Regions from separate parts of the Anas platyrhynchos genome. Here region 1 is linked to region 2. Evidence: chromatin contacts called from public Hi-C data. All regions are on one chromosome and are shown on one strand. The core of a region is the stretch at or near the end of the contact, and the rest is flanking DNA. Distances in the headings are between cores, read along the strand shown. Region 1 overlaps ARMC2 (armadillo repeat containing 2). Region 2 overlaps SESN1 (sestrin 1).

What was found. Hi-C and Micro-C count contacts between places; a contact is called where the count stands out from the background.
Region 1: a contact with region 2 is called in a Hi-C map of subcutaneous adipose tissue, with 4 times the contacts expected there. The contact joins two enhancer-like sites. A contact is called at or near these places in 3 of 8 Hi-C or Micro-C datasets (liver, skeletal muscle and subcutaneous adipose tissue).

The regions. Positions count from the first base shown.
Region 1 is chr3:73,364,716-73,369,762 of IASCAAS_PekinDuck_T2T, forward strand. ARMC2 (armadillo repeat containing 2) reads right to left here. Exons shown (of 21, transcript XM_072036130.1): 14 at 1,825-1,970. Among named protein-coding and RNA genes, the nearest start is that of ARMC2, 40 kb to the right of the region's middle. Within about 2 kb of position 1,911, at least 1 of the 8 cell types and tissues checked has an H3K27ac peak or open chromatin away from gene starts, as enhancers often do. A contact at or near this core is called in subcutaneous adipose tissue, where this site is marked.
Region 2 is chr3:73,281,960-73,286,864 of IASCAAS_PekinDuck_T2T, forward strand. All of the region lies in intron 2 of SESN1 (sestrin 1), which reads left to right. Among named protein-coding and RNA genes, the nearest start is that of CEP57L1, 16 kb to the left of the region's middle. Within about 2 kb of position 2,827, at least 4 of the 8 cell types and tissues checked have an H3K27ac peak or open chromatin away from gene starts, as enhancers often do. A contact at or near this core is called in subcutaneous adipose tissue, where this site is marked.

The sequences.
Region 1 (5,047 bases), core at 661-3,160, 82 kb after region 2:
AGGACTCCCTTCCTAACACAAGCCTAGTAGAGCCCAATGTCAGCACTGACAGAGCATCTCTCTCACCAACAAACATGGAGAACAAACCTTGCAGTCACAATATCTAATGTCCAATTACAGCAAGACTTACAAACTAAAAGAACTGAGGAATCTGAATAGATCTGAGCATGTTCTCCAAGGAAAAGCTGCCTAAAAGCTACTGAAAAAGAATAATTATTCCATATTACTGGAAAACAGAACAAAATTCAAATCTGTATTCCATACTGTATAGAACTTTTTTTTTTTTTTTTGGTGATTGCAATTTCCAGGAAGCTAATTAAATTGATTTTATGGCTAATTTGTATCCTTAGAGCATGCAGATCACTGAACGTAAGAAAAAAAAATTGAAGCAGCCGGAAATTTTAAATAAGACAAATTACTTTTTCTCCACGTTGAATTCTAGATCAAGTAGATGCCCCTGTCAGAAGTACAGTGCAATTACAAAAACATTACCTAACCAGCCACACTTTCCATGGTGTTTTACCAAGTAAAAGAAACACGCTCTCTTCTTAGAGGTAGATATGCTCTAACTGATCTGTAATCACAGCTAGAATTTTACTAATTTTTAGAAGTACTAATTTTACAAGAATTTTACTAATTTTTAGAAGTAAAATTAGAGAGACAAATGCAGACAAGGTGGCATGGAACTGAGGAACAATTCACACACCTTACAGAGAACACACAGAGCAAAGGAGCAGACTTTGCCTGTTTTTAACTCTGGGAAGGGAGGAATGACAGATTGTTGTGTAGCTGCTCTTCCAAGTGCAACCCAATCTCATCTATCAAGGAGAACGTGATGGATAATTTGGAGGGGCTGAATAAGGGGAAAAGTCCATACCAGGATGGCTGCTCAATGAATGTGGAGCCACAGGCAACATGACTCATGACAGTAACAAAGCAGCAACAGCAAACACTTCACCCAGAATGGCATTCATAAATTGTGTTCATAATCCAACTTCTCCTGAAATTGCCAACAATTAATTTCACAACTTCTATAAAATCCTCAAATTGTTTGTAAGTCCATTTAGCACTGGGTATTGCAAGCTTGTGCTTGGTAACTGGAAGCTTTTCAACTGAGAAACTATTGAGACTACAAAAGAATCTTTTGGGGGTGATTCACTCACACTGATCTCCCTCTACTAAAGCACATCTTGGGAAGCAGCCATTGAGCTGCCCATAAAACTGAGATTCTTTCAGTGCTTCCATCTGCACACTCAGGCCCTGATCCCACAGATTAATGTCCTCAAACAGGCTGTAACCGTTCAAAACAATGAGCATGGATTTATTTATTTTTTTTTTTACTGTATTTTACAATACAGTCCCCTATATAATTTAATATTGGGTAATTTCCTGCACCTTTTTAAAATCATGGCCTAAAATAGGATTAATCCTAAATAGGAGTAATCATTAAGTTAAATTGATTAAATTAATTGATAATTAACTTAATCATGAATCATTTATGCAATTCTAACATATTTGAAAAGGTACTTTAAAAATCTGAATCTGTGTGAATGGAGAGTGACACAATACAAGAAAATATTCTTACCTGGGAGAACGAATCCAAGTTTGTATGGATGATATTAAAGAATCCTATCAGTACAAGTAAAGACATTATTATAATATAAAATCATTAAAAACTATGCAGACCTTTTCAAAACCAATCTAATTAAATGAAAATAAACCTTCCAGTTTTAGTACCTGATGCTGCCCACTTTGAGGCCACTTGAAGGAGTAATGCTGACTTGACTGCAAGCAGAAATAGGCAGAATTGTGTTCCAAACTTACCTGAAAATCCTGACGATGTAGGTGCACACATCCTTATCGTTCAGACGTTGCTCTAGCGCCACACAGAGCTCAGAGACTGCACCGCTGCAAATGAGTTGGCATCTTGCCTGAGGTAAATCAGCCAAGTTTCGCAAAGTAGCTGTCAGCTGCGTACAGAATATTTAAAGAGTCATTAATCGTAGCTGTTTACTACAGAATCCATACTGTTTTGAAAGTTTCATAAAGCTCGGGTCTCATTTATAATGTCTCGGGCAGACCGAATATCCTGTTAATATTCTGCAGGTAGGTATTTGCCAATAAATCATAACAGGAAATGTGGAAGTAACAAAAGCGTGTATATTAAAATAAATGTTTGAAAGTGAAGGATTGATGCTGGTCGTTGCCTGCATGTACCCTCTTGGAGGAAAACACGTTCTTTCCCACGCATGGATATGACCACGTGTTAACTGGAAATTCAGTGAAATGCTGTGGGAACAGTTAATGTGATATGTTAAATAACATCTGATTTTGTAAATTTACATCTAAGCCTTGCAAATTAGTACTGATATCCAATACATATTTTGATAACTGTGAGTGACAAATGAAGATGAATTGTTAAATAAATTGTATTGAATTTTATATTTGATTAACAAATTTTCATCAAGGTCAAGAGAAATCTGGCATTCAATCAATATATAAATTAAAAGCTGAAGCCCAAGTTTATTTTGGAGGAAATGAAGTATTTTCACACTGTTCTATTTCAAGGAACTTAAAGCATAAAATAATCTATCACCTGTAAATATGCACAATGAATCAGCTACTGCATAGTTTGAGATGCTCTGGTTCTCTTCCTAGTTAAGGGTAGTTAAACACCAAGGTCAGACAGACAATGACATGTAAGTTAACTTTTGATCTAAACCAGAACCTATAAAATTAACATGAGATCATTTGTTTTAAAGTGAATAGGAACAGTCTTCAAATTTTCCTTATTTTAAGAGCCAAGTATTAAACCAATACGGGTTTAAATATAAGGCATAAAGACTATTTGTTCAAATTTTCTGTAATCACATAAAACTCTAGAAATGAAGTATTTCATCTCTGAGTTGTCCTGATTGCCCAGTGATATGCAATTGATCATTTGGAAGGAAAAAATCAGTCAAAGAGCAGGTTGAGTTGTTGCCTTTGAGCAGCTTTTGCTCATAGGTCACTAAGCACAACAGCAATTCGGTCCGTCCTCCAAAAGCTTTGCTGTCAATCTTAGCAAATTTGGCAAAAATGTACATGTCTTCATATACTACAAGTTTTAGGAAAGTTGCTTTTTGTCAGACAACAGGAACTTCTGCAAACAAAGTTATTTCTAACTAGCAAATAGTTTTCTCAGTGCTCTGCTGCTGTGCAGCAGCAACCAGATGTACGCATGGCACAGAAAAGCAGGAAGGAGCTCGAGGGCTGCTAAAAGTAGCTGATGTTGAGCCAAGAGAGCTGGAAGCACTGCTGGCTCAGGCATGTAACAAACTTCAGTGATCAATGCTTAAAGAATGCTTAACTCCGTTCAAATACTGCAGGTCATTTATTTTTATTAATACAAGGGAAAATCAAGGTAATTATAAACTTCCAAAATGCAAACTTCACAAAGGTACACTGTGGAGGAGTTACACTGTTAAGGAGGAGTTTTTGAATCTCTAGATTTGTAATGCTGAAGTAGAAAAACTACCTCAGGAAATTAATTAATACTAAAAAATAAATAAATCTACAGCAATTCAGACCAAGGCTGAAAGCCTTTTGCAAAGCAAAAATATTAGAGGAATCCAAAACACTTAGAAATGGACCCACATTGTAGGAGAGCTCTGTGATTCACTCTCTCAACCTAATCTGAAAAGTCTTTACACAATATCATAACCATCCACTTTGTTCCAGTCCTGCGGGACATCTACCAGTGGCTTTTTCTCCACCAGGTCTACCACAGCAGCACTAATTTGTGTTTTACTGTCTCAGCTCATGCTATCAAGGACTACTGTCTTGCATTTTTCCGTTTACTCACCATCTCATCTCTAGTTTCTAATGGAGTAATCCTTCTATTTTGTTATTTAAATGATAAAATTTCATGTTATCACCACTTCCCAAATAGAGCATTCCTTAAATCCTACAAACATCCAGAAATATTTTGTTGGAAATGGTCAGAAACCACTTGTTGCAAGAACCCTCCAGAAGTTCCGAACCATTTCAGATCAGGTACCTTCAGATTTACTGCCCGTGGAACACCTTGTTTTCATAGGGTAGTATGACTTACCCAGCGTACTTCCTCACTCTTTTTTTGTAAGATAGAAAATGAGTTCTTATGTTGCCTCTGTACATTTACAAACCCTAAAACCTTTACTGATGCACTTAAATTATCAAGAATTTTACTGTAAGTGACCAGCATCATACAATCTCTGCATGGCTTAGAAATAACAGCAATATTTACAAAGTACAACGTAAGTGAATGTGTGAAGTTAATGAAAATTGACTTGCATTTCCTCTAGTACTTTATCAGGGAATCTCAGAGTTCGTCATCATCAGAACTACAGAACTATCTTACAAAAAAAAAAAAAAAAAAAAAAAAAACAACAGTAAAGGCTAGACAGAAATGAAACTCGTATAGAAAGATGGTACAGTTAATAAAAAAAGAACAGTTAGTACAAACTGAAATGTCAAGACTCCAAATTACAAAATAACAGAAGCCAGCCAGCCAACAGATGAATTCAAGAGCTACTCTTAAGTTTTTCAACCAGACATGATTTGTGTAGAAATGCCTAACAAATGGCTCTAGCAATTTCCACCACCCCTAATCCTTATGTTGCCATGTGAAAGATCAAATTCACAAAACCAGGAAATTTAACAGCCGATAATTGCTATTTTTAAAGGGGAAGACATTTAAGTGCTTTTCAATTAAAGAATATGGAGTACTTGTTAAGTCTTGCCAGTTAAACTTCAGATGCCTTGATTTTTGAATATGCATTCCTGTAATTCATAGAAATATGATCAGAATACGAGATGCAGTAACATAAAACAAGTTAAAAATTACCTTGATTTCATGTCCTCTATTAAGGAAAAATGCATATTATAACAAACATTTTTATTCTTGTATTGTGAAACTTCTGCATAACATATTTTGTTAATAATGAAGACATCAGAGGGAAAGTTTATTCCAACAAAATACAACCTGGCAAGATTATGTATAACACTGCCATCTGGTGATTGTGCA
Region 2 (4,905 bases), core at 1,577-4,076:
AAATTTTAAATTAAGATAATGGCAGCTAACAAAATTTCTAATTTAGGAAGCCACAAAACAGTAGATTATAGTCTGGGAGAGGTGGGGCATTATTTAACATTTTGTATTCTTCTAGCTCATGTTAAATAAAACTGGTGAATGTGTTTAAGTTGTTACTAGAATAACATTATTTGCTGAACTATATTATCTGTAAAATCATAGGATGCATGTTAGTGTTACTGCTTGCTATTCTACCTTTTTTTTTCCTATTACAAGCAGATCAAAACTACTTCTGCATTGTCCAGGGTGAGTTTTGAAAAATTCCATTTAAATACTGTTAATCTGCCACTATTGCAAAGAAAGACAGTGGAAGAGAGGATTTCTTTTGTCATTGGCAGTCTACACTCACTAGAAAGAAACAGACTTCTTGTGCTCTGAGTGTTCCATTGCAAAGGTCTTGCTCAGATGTGCTCAAAAGGACCCTGCAGGGTGGAATATCCTGGCTGCTGCGCTGCATTTTAGCTTCCCTGCTGCCAGGTGACATGATGGCAATGACTTCTCCAGCTGAGTGCTGTTCTGTGTAGTTCAGCCTTGGCTATGGTCAAGACCCAGAAGAGCGTGTGTCCCCTGGGTTCTACTACTGGTCTCTAATGCACCAGAATGTAGATTACTTCTAGTTAAAGAAGTGGGGAGCTTAGGTGAAAACAATTCTAAAATTGTTTCTGCTCCTTTATTATATGTGTGCAAGTGAAAAAGGAAGTTACGCAGCTATATCTTTGAGGAGTTGTCATCTTCAATACCAGAGTGCTTTGTTTTTTCTAACTTGATGCTTTTATAAGTATGATTTTTTCTGAAAAATTGAATGAGGTATCTTAAGAGTTGTGGCACTTGTGATCAGCACCATGGGGATTCCTCTGTCCTGATCATTATTCAATAAGACAAAGGTCCTGGTGTTTACTAAGTCACTGTAAGACAATTCTGCAGCCTGTAGCCGAGTTCCAGAAAGCTTGTGTTTATGCCTTAACTCAGCGCTTCAAAACTCAAGGTCCTTTTAGCCCTGCAGGTGAAATCGCTGAGCTCCTAGGCAGCAGAACCTCATCAGATGTTCAGCCGTGCATAGAAATGTTTCGGTTCTGGAAGTGGGCGATGATTTCATGCCTCTGCTCAGGCTCGCTCTGCATCCACAGATAAAACCGTTTCCTCTGTCTCCTCTCGGCGCTCGGGGAACACGCTGTTCTTGGAGCGTGTTTATTGAAGACCTATCAGATGGGCTTTGCACAAAACAAAACAGAGCTACCCCTCCTACTCCTGAGTAACAGCTTCGTGGTTAGAGCATGCCCAAAGAGTGAGGACTCCAGGTTCGGGACCTTTTCTGCCCGAGGTGATTCACAGTCATGTCTCGTACATGCCTAGGCTCCCAAGGTGGGAGAATTGCAGTAGGTTTTGCTCTCATTTCTGGGCCAGCGAGCACCTTGGGGATTGCATGTGAAGCAGGACCAGTGCAGTAGGAAGTGCTGACAGCGTTGCCATCATTAAGCAGCTCAACTTTTGTGTTTTCGGGAGGAGACGTTGAAATGGCTTTGGGCTTATTAATAACTTGAACTTGGCCTTTATCTTACTAAAGGGATCTAACCACTGAGGTGAAAGAGCCAGTCTCTGGGCTTCAGGTTGTGGTCTTGAATAGATGCAGGTCCTTTTGGTGGTGGGCAGCAAGCCCTAGCACACTGAGAGATAAGGCTGAAGATGCACTCTGGTCTTCAGGGCTTCCTGATGGCTAATTTAGGTGGCTCCCAACTTGATCTGTAGGCTTTTGAGAATGCTAGTATAAGGTGCATTGCCCTCACAACCTTTATATAAATACAATAAATATTAGTGTTGCATTCCTTGGTGATAGACTGAAGTGCTCTGAGGTCCAGGCACTGAGAAAGTGTTGTTGTTCAGAGTATCATTGGACTTGTCTCTGCAGTGTAAAATTTGATCCTCTACTAAGATACTTCTTCTTTTAAATACTATTTAAAGGCTTCTATACCAGGTAACTACTTTTGTTGCATTCCTGTGGTAAGAACAAACATGAAACTTTCAGCCCACAAGCACTTGAAAAGGCAGTTGAAAATTGAGCTGTTTGTCATTTGTTTCTTGCACCTGTTTATAGTACGTAGTCTGTAATGAAAAAGGGCAAATTCTTTTTTTTTTTTTTTTTTTGGTACAAGGACATGTGTTTTTCCATTAGCGAAGGTTCTTTTTTAAAGCCCAAGAGCTTTTCTCTTCCAAATCTATGTCCATACTTCCACTTCACATCCCCTCACACATGAGGGCACTGTGGGTTCAGTCTTTCTTTACACTTGAATGGCTCTGCAGGGTCTTTGTGGGCGCCTGAACCAGAACTGGGTGTCCCTTGCATCTTATATTTGGGAGTTTGCCCTACTTATTTCTGGTTTTAGAGGAATACATGGTGATCTAGAAAGGAAAAGTAATTCAAAATTCCGGTGTTGTTTGTATATGACTTTGTTTTACAGTTTGGCACTTGCTCTTTGGTGGACTTTCAACTTGCTTTCCAAAGCCAGGTGCAGCAAGATGTAAATATGTAACCTGCACCAATGCAGCTGAGTGGCTGAAACAAAGTCCCAGAAGCAGCAGGATGGTGTGGAGGAAGAGCAAAACTGCATATGCTGTACTGAGTTTAATACAGGGTAAAGTTAAATTCTTCTCAAAGAGAAAAATGTAATCTTATTGCTATTAACGTTTACCCGTGTCAAGCTTTTTTACTTGACTGTACTGTACAGGAACTCGATCATTACCATTAAAAGAACCTGAAGTTCTTCCAAGTTTATATTCAGGCCAAATGAAGTAAGCCTTTAGCAAACATGCAACCAGATGACATAATAGCACATATTAAATGTGCCGAGGCCTTCTTGTTTCCCCATCCCCTAATTATATCAAACAATAGGAGCTGAAATACATGTCTCTTTAGTGACGCTGTCTTTCAACTCTGTTTAATAGCGCTTCATTCAAACACAGATCCATGTGCAGCTGTGTCTTACTCGCAGTGGATGGCCACAAGCATCCCAGAACTGCAGAGGTTCTGCAAGCAATGCTGTGAAAATCTGGAACCCGAAGAGCAAACGAGTCTTTCTCTGAGACTGATCTCACCGGGTATGCTGCAGCACTTCCCTTCCTAACAGAGCTTTCTGATTTAGGGGTTCTTCACATGACTGCCTGTGAACTAAAAACTACCATGTCTTAATGAAGTTCTGAGTAGCTCATCTGTAAAAACTGACTTGTCTGATTTGCTGTGTTAAATGGGAAATACATGGCCAGTTGCTGTGGCTGAATTGACAAGACTTTAACTCCCAGCCGTGGTAAATTGATTGTTTGCAGTTGTGTGAACTTATGGTAAAAGCTTGCCTTGATTTCTGTGTTAAAGCATGCCTACATGTTAAGGCATATATCCCATCATCTTCAAATACCTTTTCTTAAAAGATTTTGGAAAGGAAGGAAATGTAGCAAATGCCAAACACAAAGTGATGCTGTAGACAATTATTGGTTTAATCTCTTGGCACAAGATTAAAGAAGGTGGCAGATGATGGCCACTTCTTTCCCTGTTTTCCCACAAGGCTGGGCTAATAGTTTCCCCCAGCCCCCTCCAAGTGACATGAATTAGTTACACAATTCCTGGGGTGAATGTTTAGTGATGGCCTAGTTGTAAAAGCTTTTCTGAACGTCAGAAGTCTGGAGTATAAATACTGAACTTCAAAATGGTGTGGGTTTTTCAGTTCTTTTTGTTTGTTTGTTTCTGAAAAAACAACCAGAAAAATGGAGCAGGCTTCCTCTGTGACGATCCCTTCCCTCTTGTGAAATCTTAATCTTCAAAATATCAGATAAAGAAGCAAGAAATTGAAAACACGTGAAAATAAAAAGGTAGTTTTTCTTTTAAGGTTCAGTTATCAGCCTTCTTTAGAGGAGGGATGGACTGTATTTGGTTCTTTATTGTGTGTTGTTATGCCGAGTGTCTGGAAGCAGGGAAGGCAGGGGTGTAGGGAGATTGTGCTTGTGTAATGTCCAACTGCTAGTGTTTGATTTTTCTGTGCTGGAAATCTGGGAATCTCCCAAGCCTAAACTATGTTTATTAAAGTATTTTATCCCACAGTGACTTGTTCCATTGTGGGCCTAAAATGTTTGTCAGTGAGGCTGTTGGTTACCAGACCCAGCTGGATGGGTGACTAGTAGAGGCTTTAGTGACTATAGCTGGTCCTATGCGTGGAGCCAAGAGACTCCAGGAATAGCAGATGTAAAGAAAAAGTAACACACTCTTTGGGCTCCAACAATTTACGTCTTCCAAGTGTTACTTTATGAACTTTAACTTCTAAAAGAATAAAGTTTCAAGCTGAGGGGGATAACAGGCTTTTATCTCCAGCATTAGGCTTTTGTGGAATGAGGATCCCATTGCTTCTAGTCATTTCTTTTCTTTCTTAAGGTAGAAGAATATAACATGAGGTTTCAAGTTAATGACAGACGGAGTTGCACCTCTGGCTCGAGATCCATCCAGCCTCTCGAAGGGCTAAGGCTTTGGGTGAGATTGGAGCTAGGCAGAGCCTTGTGCAGAGGTGCTGGAGGAGCCATGCTCAGAACTGAGCAGGGATTGAAATGCATGCTGGTTGCCTTGTTCAGAGGTAAAACAAGAGGTGAAGTCTAGTTTCCACTTCTGAAGTGGGAAAGAGAGGTATCAGCTGGTGGAAGAGGGATCAGTGCAGTAGGTTGGGAAATTAGAAAAAAATTTCTTATGCTTGAGTCACCTCTCTTTCATTTAGGGTACATTTAGGGTAAGGAAAGTTCCATACTTAAGTTTGTAATTTATGTATTTATTTATTTATTGCATGAGAACATTTAAAAATAAGCAATATTTCTCAGTAAGTTAGAATTTTGTCT